2 separate regions of the Hordeum vulgare genome follow, and region 1 is linked to region 2. Evidence: chromatin contacts called from public HiChIP or PLAC-seq data. All regions are on one chromosome and are shown on one strand. The core of a region is the stretch at or near the end of the contact, and the rest is flanking DNA. Distances in the headings are between cores, read along the strand shown.

Region 1 (3,249 bases), core at 303-2,802, 180 kb after region 2:
ATATAAATACACAAATTAGCCAAATAAGCAAGCAGCTTGCAAATTTAATCTGCAAAACTAAGCCAAGGAAAATTGCAACTAGTGGAAAACATAACAAGTTAATGGAACCATAGTGTTACACCGTGTTTTTCTACAACATAAACAGCAACAAATTATCCAAAGGTTGAATAAAAATGATCCACTGTTCAATACAAAAATTCAAGTAAGGTATTGCACTGAAAGTAAACATTTTAAGGTAGAATGCCGAACATAAACTGCAGGGTTAAGGTAGCATTATTTTTGGACACTATCTTATGGACACTGCAATTTGCTCCAAAAAGTGTCTCTGATGTAAATTCATATGCAGAGACAGAGAAAAATATACCAACCGCCAATATAAGCTGGGACTGAACAAACTCATCCATATCATGAAGCCCAGTAACTGCAATCATCCAAAGCGAAGTAAGAAACAGAAGTACCATAAACACATGTAACATGGTTATGGACCACTTGTTCAGCAATGCAATCTTACCATCAGGGGCACCATCACAGACAACCAAGTCCGCTTTGCATCCATCGAAGTGCCTGATAACCTGGCAGCATATTTACATCTGTTACAGCAAGCAGAAGTTTCATCACAAAGAATGTATCTATGGGTCTGTCCATCTCACCACTTCCGCTGTTCGAGCATTGGTGATGTCGCCCTGCACTTGTATGACACCTTCTATAGGAGCCATCGGCTGCAGATCGATTGCGACGATGAGAGGAAGGCCGCCATCTCTGGTACAAGCATAGCACAGAAACAATCAGGCACAAAGAATGAAATTATGTTGGAACATCGGGTGTTCGCACTGACGCTGCTACTCACTTGCCGTCAGATGATAGCTTTGCCGGCAGGTACAAATTGCGGCTCAAAACCTGCAATTGCGATTGAGATAAGCAATGGAACGAACAGATGCAAGCATGGATGGGGGAAAACTGGGCGTGCGAGTACCTGGCTCCAGCTCCCAGGGGCAGCGCACAGGTCAACGGCGCGCTTCACTCCTGCACACACGAACAGCAAAATGAGAACACCATGTGGTTAATTTGATGCTGCGCGTCAGTGGAAGCAAGGTGGCAGGAAGGCCAGCGAGACCGTGGAAGATGTTGAACTCCTGGTCGATCTGCATTAGCTTGAAGGCGCTGCGAGCCCTCCACCCCTCCTCCTTGGCCTTCCGATAGTATATGTCCTGGGAAACCGACGGGCAGACCAGCGAGTCGCAGACACGGTGAGGGGCGGCGAAGCGAAACGGGGGAGAGGAGGGGAGGGGGAGGAGCTGGCTGAGAAAGAAAGAAACGGAGGTCGCGTACCCGCTTGTCTTTGGAGGCCTTGCCCATCGCGACGAGGAGCCGGGCGCAGCGCAGGAAAGGAGCGGCGCGGCGGAGGCCGACGGTGGGGTGTGCGCGGAGGAAGGAGGAGCGACCGGCGAGGCGGCGCGGCGCGGAGCGGAGCGGGTAGTCTGTCTGCTAGGTGCCGACTGCCGACTGCGGCCGGGCTGGGCTGGGCCCTCGACGGAATCGAGCCCGTTCTCTTCAGGTGGACAGACTCTGAAAGCAAGTCTACCCAAAGTCCCAAACGACCCTGAACTTAGCAAAGTTTTTCTAAAAAGAAAAGGCAACGCTACGCGTCGGTCATAGATCTTTCTCAAAGACCCGCCGTCTGGCGAGTCATAGAATTCAACACGGTCAGATTTAGCTGTCAGCTTTGCAATAAGGATGATGTTGCGCTTGAAGAGTTAATGTTACGGAACTTTTGCAACAAAGGTATTGTTGAAGAATTTTTTGAGCTGATATTGCAAAAAAGAAATCTTTCACTTTTATACAGGTGTTAGTGAACAAAGTTTTCCAACATTACAAATGTTGCAAAACTCTTTCTTGCAACAGGGAGGATGTTACAAAAAAAAGACCAATGTTGTTCGCCACGAGCTCACATCAAACGATGGTGAGGAATGAGTGACGCTGCTCGTCGCCGCCGACGAGTGCCGAACCGTCGACCAGGTCGCATCGTCGCCATCCTCCTATCCGACGAGGTGGGTGCACAACACGCGGCTGACGGACATATACGGGCGGCAAGCACCACTGCAATGACCGGCACTAACCTCTGGTTGCAAGGGCGCATCGTGAATTCGCATGAGATCCAAATCCCACAAAAGACTAGTTGTTGCGGTGGGGAAAATTACAACAATGGCTCGGTTGCAAAACCAGGTTGCTCCCCTAACCATTCGATCAAGATAGATCCGACGGTCAAAAAGGGAATGGACGCGAGTGTTGGTATGATGGTATCAACCGGCTCATGGCAAACGTTTCCCAAAAATAATGTAGCAAAGTATTTGTTTTACCCTGGTAAAAAGAGAAAACTTAGAAACCCAACTTGGCAAAGAAGTGCAACCTCGCTGATGTGTCCTGCAGTTTGAGGAGGTGAGGTTATTGCTATCTGTTCATTGGCTCGAGTGTCTGAACTCGGGAGCACATCGTATCTCAGCCCCTTTCCAAGAAAGAGGCCAAGGGGGGGAGTTCCCTCCCTTAACTTTCGTTATTTTTTGACTAGGAACTCCATTATTCCATTAAACAGGCGCAGTGAACTCACTGGCCAAGACAGACCTTACAGATACCGGGACATAGTCCAACCAAACCACACGTTCAGCCTCTTGGGCAAAACCAAGTGCGGCAAGCTCGTGAACTAATTTATTACAACCCCGTGGGGCGAAGCACACATCAACAGAAATGAAGTTTAGCCTAATGAAAGAACGCAGATCGCGGAAGATGATTCCTTTAGGTGCCAGGTTGAACTTTGTACTTTCAAGCGTCGTTGCCAAAATTTGAGAATCAGTCTCCAGGATTATCCGGCCCATTCCCCAGAGTGCAGCAGCTTGCAAAGCTTTGCCGCATGCTGTCGCTTCTACCTGCAGAGCACTAGCGGCTCTCGGAATGACGCCCAGACCCGATCCTCAGATAGCACCATCCTCGTCGCGAGCAGCAAATCCCCATCCTCGTCGCGAGCAACAAATCCCCATCCTCCGCGACCGGACATAGCATTGTAGGCCCCATCCAGGTTCACTTTGATCAGATCTTCCCCCGGTGGCTGCCACTTTGCATGGTGCTTCCGCTCTGCACTATTCTCCTTCAGACGACAGGCATGCAGCGATTCGCACGCCCAGTACCTAACCTGCCCCCATCAATTCCTCCAATGACATGATCTTCCCTTTTGCATTAATTTTATTTCTCCTGAGC
Region 2 (3,675 bases), core at 516-3,015:
GACCCAAAAAGAAAAGCGGGCGGCCAACCCAAACGAACAAAAAAGGACAAAACCGTCGTCCATTTGGGTCGGCCGATTGGAGTTGCTCTTACTCATTTTGTTTCGTATGTAGGTCCCTAATGAAATCTTAAAAAAATGTACTCTATTTAGGAACGGAGGGAGTAGTAACATACTTCCTCCATTTCTAAATATAAGCTTTTATAGATATTTCATTACAAACTACATACAAATGTATATAGATATATTTTACTGTATAAATTCAATTATTTTACTTCGTATGTACTCCTCCGTTCTTAAATATAAGACCTTTTAGAAATTCTACTATGGACTACATACGAAGCAAAATGAATAAACCTATACTTTAAAATATGTTTATATACATCCGTATGTAGTCCATAGTGTAATCTTTAAAAGGTCTTTTATTTTAAAAGGTAGTGGCTCGAGCACCTCTCTTCCACCAAGGAGAACTAGGTTTGATCCCCGGTTCTAACACTTTTTCTCCCTCTTTTCTCTTTTTAGGAACATTTTCTCTCTTTATTAGCAGCAAGCATGCACCACTTTTTTCATGTTATATAATCTCACCTCGCTCTTTTATACAAATTTCGACCAGTTTATATAGGATCACATGTTTCCTGAAATATCGATAAGAGGCCTAAATAACTATAGCGGGAAGGTGCATTTAAAGGATAAACAGGAAATTATCCCCTGTCTCTAGGGTATGAAAGGATGGAAACCTTAAAAAAGAAATGTGGGGCTGGATTTCAGATGCATGTGATGCCTCGATGGGATGGAAGGAAAAAAGAATTGTAAAGCAAGTAGTAGCGGCAAGGAAAACAACCAGCAGCATGAGGTTCAAGAGGTTCCTGCATGTTAGTGTTGGAATCATCATTAAAGGGATGAAAGCAGCGATAATGGAGCTAGGGAACTACCTAGGATCAAGAACGCACTAGAGAAACGAGGTGGTCCACAGTGCCATCCTGCCGACATGGATGTCGATCTGCACCAACGGCTGGCGGACCAGGAGACCGTCAGTGACAAAAGGAGTCAGCATCCCTTCCTCCTCTACTCTTCCATAAGCTTTACGGGATTATACTAATATATTAGTTGACAGAGGGAGTATAAGTAGTATTCTAATATCAGAAAAAGTAATATTTAAATCGCTAAAAAATTGTTGTGTCTAAAATGAAAATTTCAAACAAAACATAGTCACGGTTTGTATTTGTGATGAATAACTCAAGTTTCAATTGGCAAACTTAAACTACTAAAATACATTGTGCTCTCTAGGCTAGCCACATGTAATTCATTAACTAAATGTATTATATTCTTATAAGTGCAACCAACGTTCAAATTTATTTGATTTTGAATTAACAAGGTTGACTATACATTATGTGTTCTCAATACCTTGATTTGACCATCGTAGAATTGCTAATTTGTTGGAGCGCACGGAGACTGTACGACGAGGATGTCCCAACGGACGAGGAGGAGCTCACTATTTCCTTGAACGAGGTGGAGCACCAGACATGCCGACACACTAGGAGTACTAGGGTCCGATGTTTTATTTGTACATGCTTCCGGTGCAACGCACGGACTCTTTTGATAGCCAAAACATAATGAATAGTGTTTCCCCGTTATTACCTAGATTTACATAGATCCATGAGAATCTCCGGTCCACCGAAACCTTCTTTTTCGGAGTATGTCTGAGTGAACACAAAGCATAGGGCACTGTATTTGATAGCAGATTCCGTGCGAAAAGCCTCATCACTAGCAGCAGATTAGGAATCCGGGCCCTCCCCCCTCCTTTGCCCCCTTTCTCCCCCCTCCACACCCACACCACACCACTTGCTCCGTCGCTCCTCCCCTTTCTTCTTCCCAGCCCCTCGCACAGCCAACAAGACCGGATCGATCAGCCGGACCTCCCCCCTGCGACTCCACCGCCCTACAGCCGCCGCCGCGCAGTCTCATCGCCGACGCCTCGCCCCCGCCTCTCACGCCCGTTGCCGGTCCCGCTCTTCCCCGCCGCCGGGACGCCGCGCTCGCTCCTGCTGTCTACTCCCCGCACCGTCCCAGCCTCTGCCCGTCGGGTTCTGAGGTACGAGCCCGTTTCCATCCCCCGGGCGGCCTTCGTGATTTTCTGGGCGCGCTGTCTAGATCCGCCCGTGGTCTCACCCCCAACCTTTGGTTGCTTGTTCCTCTCAGGGAGAGCGGAAGGGGCCGAGGAGGGGATTCGGGCAGAGGAGCAGCAGCGAGCCCCGGCGGCCGGCGGCGGCGACATGTCGGGGGAGGACGTCCGCAAGGTCTCTCGCCAGGACATACAGCTCGTCAGTATCATCATTTCACAAACTGACTAACACTACTTCCGCTCTGCTGCATTCTCGTTTTTTTTCCTGCCGATTACCGTCCGATCAAGCTAGCCACGGCCTAGGTCAATACATCATGCACGGCGTGTGCTACTGCTATTGCTTGCTGATGTCGAAACGCAAAGCAGCAAGCAACTGATATTTGTTATGTTTGCTTGTGGGTTGGGGAGCTGACTTGGGATGAGATTCCTTGCACTTGTTACGTTATATGTTATATATACGTTGTGATTAAAATTTAGTAAGTTCTTGCTTGCATGTATCGATGATTCATGTTGCTTGTAACTGCTATGCAGGTCCAGAATCTCATCGAGCGCTGTCTCCAGCTGTATATGAACCAGAAAGAGGTGATTGATACCCTCTCCCTTGAGGCCAAGATAGAACCCAGCTTTACTGAACTTGGTAATGGTCTTTACTTTATATACTCAGAAATATCTTTAGCTATGAGGTCCCAGGATTGGTAAACAACATCATAGTTCATACATAATTGGCCTGATGGCTGAAACCGTCGGCAAATTCTGGTTTGCACAGAATAAATCAATGCTTTTGGTAGAAACCATATCTAAAGTGCTGCGTCAGGAATTGTTATATGATGGGGAGATAAATCTTCTGTTTTTAATACTATAAACCTGGCAGAAAATGTTCAGTTCCCCTCTTTTTGACCTCCGAGAATCCATTAGTACAATTTTCTAACATAATGGAAAATCCTGCAAACCACAATATGTTCTCTTCATTTGTCACTCCTCATGTATTTATGCCAACGGAAATATTTCTTTGTTCCTGTTTGTGCCTTGAAATTGTGCAACTTGATGACACAACATAAGCACTAGCAGAAAGCTTGTCTAGATGTAGAAGATTCAGTTGATAGGCTCATAATGTGGACTTTGTTGGCAAATAACGCAAGCAGGACATCATGTATTCATGTTCAACATCCCAATTGTTTGAAGATTGATTTGCATGACCTGCTTTGGGCTGAAGGTCTACCAGTGGACTGTAGCTTCATTAGCATGATAACAGGCCTACTAGGTAGCATACATGTGAAAATGTTTGAACCTGTTAAGTGGAACTCGCATGGATAGCATTCCCCGAACTTCACGGGCATTCTCTTTTATCTCTCCAAAATATTAAATCTCATTCTATCTCGTAAGTTCTTTTCAAATGGGTAATGTATGATTGGTCCTCAAACTTATGGTATCAGTTCACCTGGGTCCCTGTACTCTTGAAGTGCACTTCAATGCCCCTAATGTGGAATAATTTGCTAATTAGCCGTCCCAATGCCACTTCTGTGTCTTCTTTTGTTGATGTGACTCATCTGGTGGAA

What was found. HiChIP or PLAC-seq counts read pairs in DNA pulled down with a chosen protein or histone mark.
Region 1: a contact with region 2 is called in an H3K4me3 HiChIP or PLAC-seq map of embryo, with 4 times the contacts expected there. The contact joins the promoter of LOC123410232 here to the promoter of LOC123407144 in region 2. A contact is called at or near these places in 1 of 6 Hi-C or Micro-C datasets (seedling) and 1 of 1 datasets of contacts at active chromatin or transcription factors (embryo).

What each region holds. Positions count from the first base shown.
Region 1 is chr7H:562,714,271-562,717,519 of MorexV3_pseudomolecules_assembly, forward strand. LOC123410232 (putative tRNA (cytidine(32)/guanosine(34)-2'-O)-methyltransferase) reads right to left here and starts at 1,553. Exons shown (of 11, transcript XM_045103141.1): 1 at 1,330-1,553; 2 at 1,115-1,208; 3 at 974-1,023; 4 at 848-897; 5 at 651-759; 6 at 512-572; 7 at 369-421. The coding sequence starts at 1,356.
Region 2 is chr7H:562,529,432-562,533,106 of MorexV3_pseudomolecules_assembly, forward strand. It overlaps LOC123407144, which reads left to right and starts at 1,766. Exons shown (of 8, transcript XR_006612545.1): 1 at 1,766-2,089; 2 at 2,197-2,318; 3 at 2,651-2,756.